Linked DNA regions of Triticum aestivum: region 2 is linked to region 1. A link is a contact called in public Hi-C data. All regions are on one chromosome and are shown on one strand. Each heading gives the region's core, a stretch centred on a gene start, on an enhancer-like site or on the middle of the called end of the contact. The rest is flanking DNA. Distances are from core to core; before and after follow the strand shown. Region 1 holds the start of LOC123112596. Region 2 holds the start of LOC101290656 (protein O-glucosyltransferase 1).

Region 1 (3,475 bases), core at 69-2,568:
TGATACGGTATCCAATACAGATTCGCTGGTTGGCTCAAGTATGTGTACATTCGAGTATGGAACAGATACAAAACTAGATCCGTTATTCAAGTATAACATACAAATCCCAAATATGGATTACTGACATACAACATTCATAAGTAATCATTGATAGACGTTGTGCACAACTTAACTCAAAATTTCACCGTCAGGAAATCAGCAGTTTTTTTATTAAACCAGAGGACTGATATGAGGTACCAGTACAAGAAAACACACATTGATATATTGTATGTGTCTGTGGCAGTAATACCTTTGAGGTGATGAGCTGGCAATCATCCTGGTCGCGCCGGAATATATAGACACATTTTCGATCCAGACTGTCCCTGGCTATGATGGTACCGTAGACATAGAGTGGGTAGCCATAGTCAGAGGAAACAATCTTGATGGAAACAACATTGACTGAATTTTTGAGCCGGAATCCCTCTTTGAAGATTTTACCAGTATGTCGCATGGGACCAACAGGTGCTGTCAAATGAGAAGAAAACGCATATAAATCAATCAAAGAGAGTAACAAAAGAGTATGTATGTATGTACTCCCTCCATTCCGAATTACTTGTCACACGTATGGATGTATCTAGATGTATTTTAGTTCTAGATACATTCATTTCAGAGACGAGTAATTCGGAACGGAGGGAGTATGTAGGTGTAAACCGAGCCTAATTGAGGAATGAATTTGAAAGTGGCAGCCTTTGCTTCCGAATAAATCTAGCAGAAAGTGAAAGTAACCTTCAGATTTATTTTGATGAATGAATGACACTGACTGACTGGTGTTTGAATTGAAATGAATTAGACATGCACAACGAAGCAACAAGGATGGATAGGCTTGTTCTGTTGCAAGGGGAGGGGTATGAAGGGGATTTGAGTGGATTGGGGAGGATAAAATCTGCTATGAATCAAAATCCACCTCCAAAAGAGGTTTAACCGAACATAACGAGATGCATATTAAGGGGGATTGGATTGGATTGGAACGTACACTCCTCGTCCAGGTCGAGTTTGCCGTTGAAGAAGTAGCGGACGTATATGAAACGACCCTGCTTGGGGTCGTACTCGCTGTATCGCGGGTCCAATGAATCCTCCGGCGACTCGCACCGATACTCTTCTTGGTCCCACTCCCACTTTCTCGCCGCAGCAGCCGCCGCCACGGGAGAAGAATCGCCGCCGGCCATGGAAGAGGACTCTCTCTCTCTCTCTCTCTCTCTCTCTCTCTCTCTCTCTCTAGGGTTTGGTCGATCCAAGAGTTTTTTTTTAGTTGAGAAAGATGGACGAGTCGGGGATCTCGAAATAGAAAGAGGAGCCATATCATATCACAACTTGGGCCCTTTTAGGCGCGCGCTCGACGGTCAGAGGCCTAGGCCCATTCACTGTGTGTCGTCCAACACAGTGGGCATCATCGTGTTGGACTCGTTGGGCCATTCTGGCCCATAGTAGCCCTCACGATCACCCCCCAACCAAGGACAAGACAACGAAAAACGCTGCCTTCCCTCAACACACACACACACACGCACCGGCGCGCGGCTTGCTTCACCATCGTTCTCAGCCAGAAAAACCTCGCTCCTCCGGCAAAACCCTAGCCGAATCTGGTACGATCTGCTGAGGTTCGACGATCGGCGGACCAGCATTGGCGGCATGGATCCTTTTGAGGTGCCACCCCCCTCCACTCTCCCCGCCCCCCTCCTCGTTTTTCTCATGGGCCTCCGCACAAAACCCACCTTTCTTAATCCTGGGCCTTAATCACTTTATTTATTAATTGCGGTCCGTGCGGTTTGGAATCAGTTCATGGTCCGATTATTTCCCCCATCAAGTAGGGGGCGTTGGGTTAGTAGGGCTGGCTGGGATTGGATTTCTCGCAGATTTCGTGTCACGTGTGCGTTTGTTTGGTTCCGTACGGATTTCCTACATTTATTGTTGCATTTATTATTGTTATATATATGATGATTGATTGGGACGATATACAGCAAACGCAAGTTGCTGGCAAACGAAATAGTACTAGATAATACTGTTTATCCTTCATATACTTTTACATGATGATGGGATCTTACGGCCTTAAACCATCTCATCAACATAAATTGGTATCTTCTACCGATTGATTGCATGGTTGGATCCTACGCTCATGTTATATAATCTTCACTTGCAGAACTCCCCGACATTCCACTTGCAGCTGGACGAGGATCCTGAGACCATGAGCAGTAATTATGACGCTCTGCTTGATGAAATTATCCAGCATATCAGACAGCTTTGGGGTCAAGTGAATGGACAGCAGAATGGGATGGTGGAAGGTATTTTAAGCTTGCCCCAGGGTGCAGGCAAATTCATTATTGTGCTACTCGCTCCACAACACTGGGTGCGCAATAACACTGATCCAGTTAGACTATTGTTTTCCTTCCATAATCTGTATTCTGATGGTTTTCACCGAAAAGGCAAGTGGTACCTATTTAAAGATATCTATCTAGAGATGCAACAGCGTGGAGAAATTGCAGGAACCAATTTAAGATCACTTGGTTTTACTGGCAACTATAACCAACTGGGTTCTGAATTCAGTAGCATTAACTTAGGAGGTTATGCGCTCTTCCAAATTTACAAAGGCATTACTGAGTTTCCTGGGAAAGAAATCAAACCACAGCTCAAGCTGAGTGTGGTCAGCTTTTCAGAGAGCATGCGATTTCCAATGCTTCGCAAGTACATACGTGACCGCATGTCCATGGGTCTGTCTTCCGCAGAGAATATTGAATGGTTGTCGCATCATTTCCAGGATTGGTCAGTTTATTGTGAGAAGATACGTGACGGTAGAGATGCTTTTGGAGCTATTCCTGGAATAGATAACTTTGATGACCTGCTTGCACTTGTTAGTATGATACTATAGATGATCTTTGGTAGCTTAACAGTTGACAGATGCACAATGATACTATAGATGATCTTTGGTGGCTTAACAGTTGACAGGTGCACAATGTAATCCTCATCAACAAAAACAAGGTCATCACTTCTCTGCAACTTAAAATAGGTACCGCTGACTGTGAGCCCTCAAAATTTAGCCCATTGGTACTCAGTCTAAACAATAGCATGGGATGTCAAGGACTGAGCAAGTCATACTTACCTCTGATATCTTTGGGTTCTTCTATGTCTGAAGATAGAACTTGCTACAAAGAGTTCCATATTCAGTGGATAACAGGCAAGATGCAGAACTAAAGTGACAAAAGAGCACAAATAACAATGTTATGGCTGCACAATGTTTTATGTATGGATGTCAGGAACTGTGGTTTCATACAACGACATTTGTAACATTTCTACCGAAGAAAACTGACTCAACGATCATCCTGGTCTCTATAGCATTTAGCTTAGTTGACAACATGTCTAACTGGCTGCTGAAGTTCTTGTCACCGAGGTCTGGCAGGTTACCTCAACTGGCCAGCTGATTGAAGTTAACTTCATATTGGCCCGA
Region 2 (3,574 bases), core at 17-2,516, 180 kb before region 1:
GTACGCCGTGGGCACCCTGTCCGGCCACTTCACCCGCCTGGAGCCCTGCTTGATGCTCCTGAACTCCCGGGTCCACGGCTCGATGTGCGTCTCCGGCCAGCCCCAGAAGGACCAGTCCGGGAACGGGATGTCGAAGTGGTCGCGGGTGGTGCAGTAGCGGAACAGGGGAGGCGGCGGCGGCGCGCCCTCGCCGGTGTGCTCCGTGCGGTTGATGGCGGGCCGGTCCATGCAGTCGAACATGAGGTCCACGTCCGGGACGCGGCCGGGGTACCGCCGCATGAGCTGCAGCAGGCTCCACACGGTGAAGAGCGCGCGGCTCTGGACGCAGGCGTAGTAGAGGTCCACGTGCAGCCGCGTCCCGCCGCCCGTGATGGTGACGCGCATGGACGCGCGGTAGCGGCCCGACTCGAGGAGCGCGCGCGTGATGCCGCCGCCGCCGCCGTCGCGCCGCCGCCAGGGCGCCAGGTCGCGGCGGATGGCGGCGAAGTAGGACGGGCACTGCCGCGGCCGCGACGCGTTGGCCGCCGCCGCCGCTGGCTTCGGCTGCGAGAGCGGCGGGAGGCAGGAGAGGTAGGAGGCGCACCGGAGCGCGGCGCGCGGCGGCGGGCGGCCCTTGTCGTGCGGGAACGGGTGCCACGGCGTCGGCTCCAGGTTGTGCCCCAGCAGCGTCCGCGTCCGGGACAGCGCGTCGTCGTACGCCTGCAACATTAATCACCGCGCCGAGAAACCATGGTCACCATCGACGTGGATGCATACACGAAAGGTGTCAATCGACATGAAACGAGTCGACGAAGCACGCGAGAGAGATTCGCATTGTTCGTCGTGATCAATATCGAGAGAACTTCGCAATTCCACCCGATCCGCAGAGAACCGGACGGGAACCCAAGAAATGGAAGAATCAACGGGGACACGACGAACCGAGTGGAGGACGGCGATGACGATGACGGCGGAGAAGGCGGCGATGGTGGAGACGACGAGGGAGGCGAGGGGAGGGTACCGTCCGGCGCGGGCGGCACGGGCGCCGCCGCCCTCCGTCGTGTAGCCGCCCATGGAGCACGCAGGTGGCCGGAGACGGCGGAACGAGCGGACGTAGTGCGAGTGCAAGTGGAGGAGGAAGTGGGAGGTGACGAGTGCAGGTGTGGACTGATAAGATCCTGCGCCATTCTTGGCATCCTCCCCTCAAATTGTGCAACTGAAAGTCGATCGATCGATCGATCGACTGCTATCTGCTGCATGCCACAACCATCCAACGTTTCTCTCTGGTTTTCTTCTTTTGAAAGTTTGTTACAAGGGTGAGGTTTACCCGGTCTTAGGCCCCAACCACGTTAAATTAACTGCCACTATCATTTTTTATATCAATATAAAACATGTTGTAATTACCAAATCTTCGGTACTCCGATCTTGAGTGGTTGCCACAAAAAGGGGGGAAGATGGAGTCCCGGCCACCCAAAGGGTATCCAAACTTCTTTATCAGTAGTTTCTTTTTTGAGATGGTGTACCCGCCTTCTTTATTATTATCAATACCAAAATGTCATGTCAAAAATAATAATACGTTTTCTAATGGTTTTAATGGGCCCTGCATCATCATGATGTACTACAACTTAGTACTATATCATATCCGGAAAAGGGAACAGATCGAGGCTCAAATGGGTGCCGAACGTCTTGTTCCAGCTATCCACTCCTCATGACGCCCATGCTGTGCTTATCATGTGTATTCCATTATTGGCATGGGATGACCTCATTGCTTGACACAATGAGAAGAATAGAGTTTTTTTTTTTTTTTTTTTTGGTTAGGGGTGCATATAGAATGACATTCAACGAGTGCAATCATGTTGCAGATACGGGTCAACATAGTGGAGCTCCTGATGGTGGGGGGAAACTGTGGAACCTAATATGGCAGGCTAACATTAAGGGCAGAGATACCAATCAACTCGCATGAGACCCGAGTTAAGCTTAATTCTCCTTGAGAAAATGTCCAAGGAAGGACTCCCAAGGAAACATTGCCCTACGCCCCTACCAAACATCCAATCAAGAACATATATTATTAGGGAAGAAGACGCTGCTAGCTAGCGCAAGTCCACAAAATTCGACGTGCACCCACCATGAATTTTGGGTTTGGAAAACTCGCATCCGACTTGCAGGAGTCTGCTATAGATCACCATCCTGTTGTACCCCAACAACAGCACGCAATCACCCCGATGAACCGGCTGGCGCCTCAAATATGAGTCCGCTATAGACCATCATCTTTAGCTTCTTTGTTTAGAGTCATAACAAGAGCCCCTAGACAAAGAAGCTCAAGAAGTTCCAGAGTATTCATTTACTTAAATGTGATTTTCTGTTACAGACATATATAAGAGAGGAGTGAAGATATATTGGAGATAGAGAGAGAGACAATTTTAAAATATAAGTATTTCGTAAACCAGAAACACTCAAATACTTCATAGACACTAGAATAAGTATTGAATAGAAGTTTTCCATTGGATTACTTGAAATATATAGTTATCAATTAGGCTATAAATTAAGCATTTCTATCTTGCCTAAATTTGTGTATTTTATTTCCATTCTCTAGTATTGACTTGTTTGTGTATCAAACTTGACTTGTTAGAGCATCTTCAATCGGACTCCTCAAACAATCATCATATGTCCATGTGGATAGTCTAGACATGGCCCGGGAGAATAGAAAAAGACCACCTAATAGGACCCCCCCAAATTCTTATCATATGTTCAGGCCGTATTCAAATCCTCAAACTCAACCCATATAGGAGGATATAAACGAGGGTGTCTGGGCAGTCCGCCATGTCAGACGTGGCCCACCAATCATATACATCTGATCACATAATTCGAGGTACACAACATACACAAATGAAGGTTAAAGTGGAAATACCCGAATGCTGTTTGAATGAGTCCGCGGAAGTATAAGTGGCCAAATTAGTCAAATATGGTTGTAGATGCCCTTAACAAGCCTGTAGATGCCCTTAACAAGCCTGAAATCGCACCCTCCTGTGAGTAGGTCTGGCGGGTACGTACAATGAAACCTACAACGCACTCATAGGATTACTTTTTGTAAAAGTCGGTGGTATCATGTGTACACTGTGCACAAGTCACAGACATGCATGCTCTTCCTTTCTCATCTCATTTCGCTATCGCACAATACATAATAGTTCTAAACAATATGTGTTCCAACTTCGAACTTCCAAGTACATGTCAGCCTCCGCCTTTTGATATTTCCATTACACGTGTCGAAAAACTTGTATATATAAATTGCGAAGAGGCCTTGTTTAAAAAAAAATTAAAATTGCGTAGAGGCACTTTCATAAAACTTGAAATTTGAAGTCTCCACAAAAATGTGCCAGAGCGTCACCCTTTCATAAAAAAGCTATGGCAATACACACGAATAAGATAACATCATATTTACGCGCAATCATATAAAATCCTTATTTGTGCGAAATTAAGACATCATGTACGTATAATCAATTCCTTTGGACCCGAGAGAGAGAAAAAAAATCTCCCCGCTCCCGACTCGCTCCCGCGGACGACTCTGGGAGCCAACCCTAGCGCCGCCGCCCCCCGCCCC

What was found. Hi-C and Micro-C count contacts between places; a contact is called where the count stands out from the background.
Region 2: a contact with region 1 is called in a Hi-C map of leaf, with 4 times the contacts expected there. The contact joins the promoter of LOC101290656 here to the promoter of LOC123112596 in region 1. A contact is called at or near these places in 3 of 5 Hi-C or Micro-C datasets (leaf and root).

Annotation. Positions count from the first base shown.
Region 1 is chr1B:143,795,134-143,798,608 of IWGSC CS RefSeq v2.1, reverse strand. LOC123112596 reads right to left here and starts at 1,318. Exons shown (of 3, transcript XM_044533627.1): 1 at 1,013-1,318; 2 at 290-504. The coding sequence starts at 1,205.
Region 2 is chr1B:143,973,697-143,977,270 of IWGSC CS RefSeq v2.1, reverse strand. It overlaps LOC101290656 (protein O-glucosyltransferase 1), which reads right to left and starts at 1,266. Exons shown (of 4, transcript XM_044533666.1): 1 at 919-1,266; 2 at 1-699. The coding sequence starts at 1,050.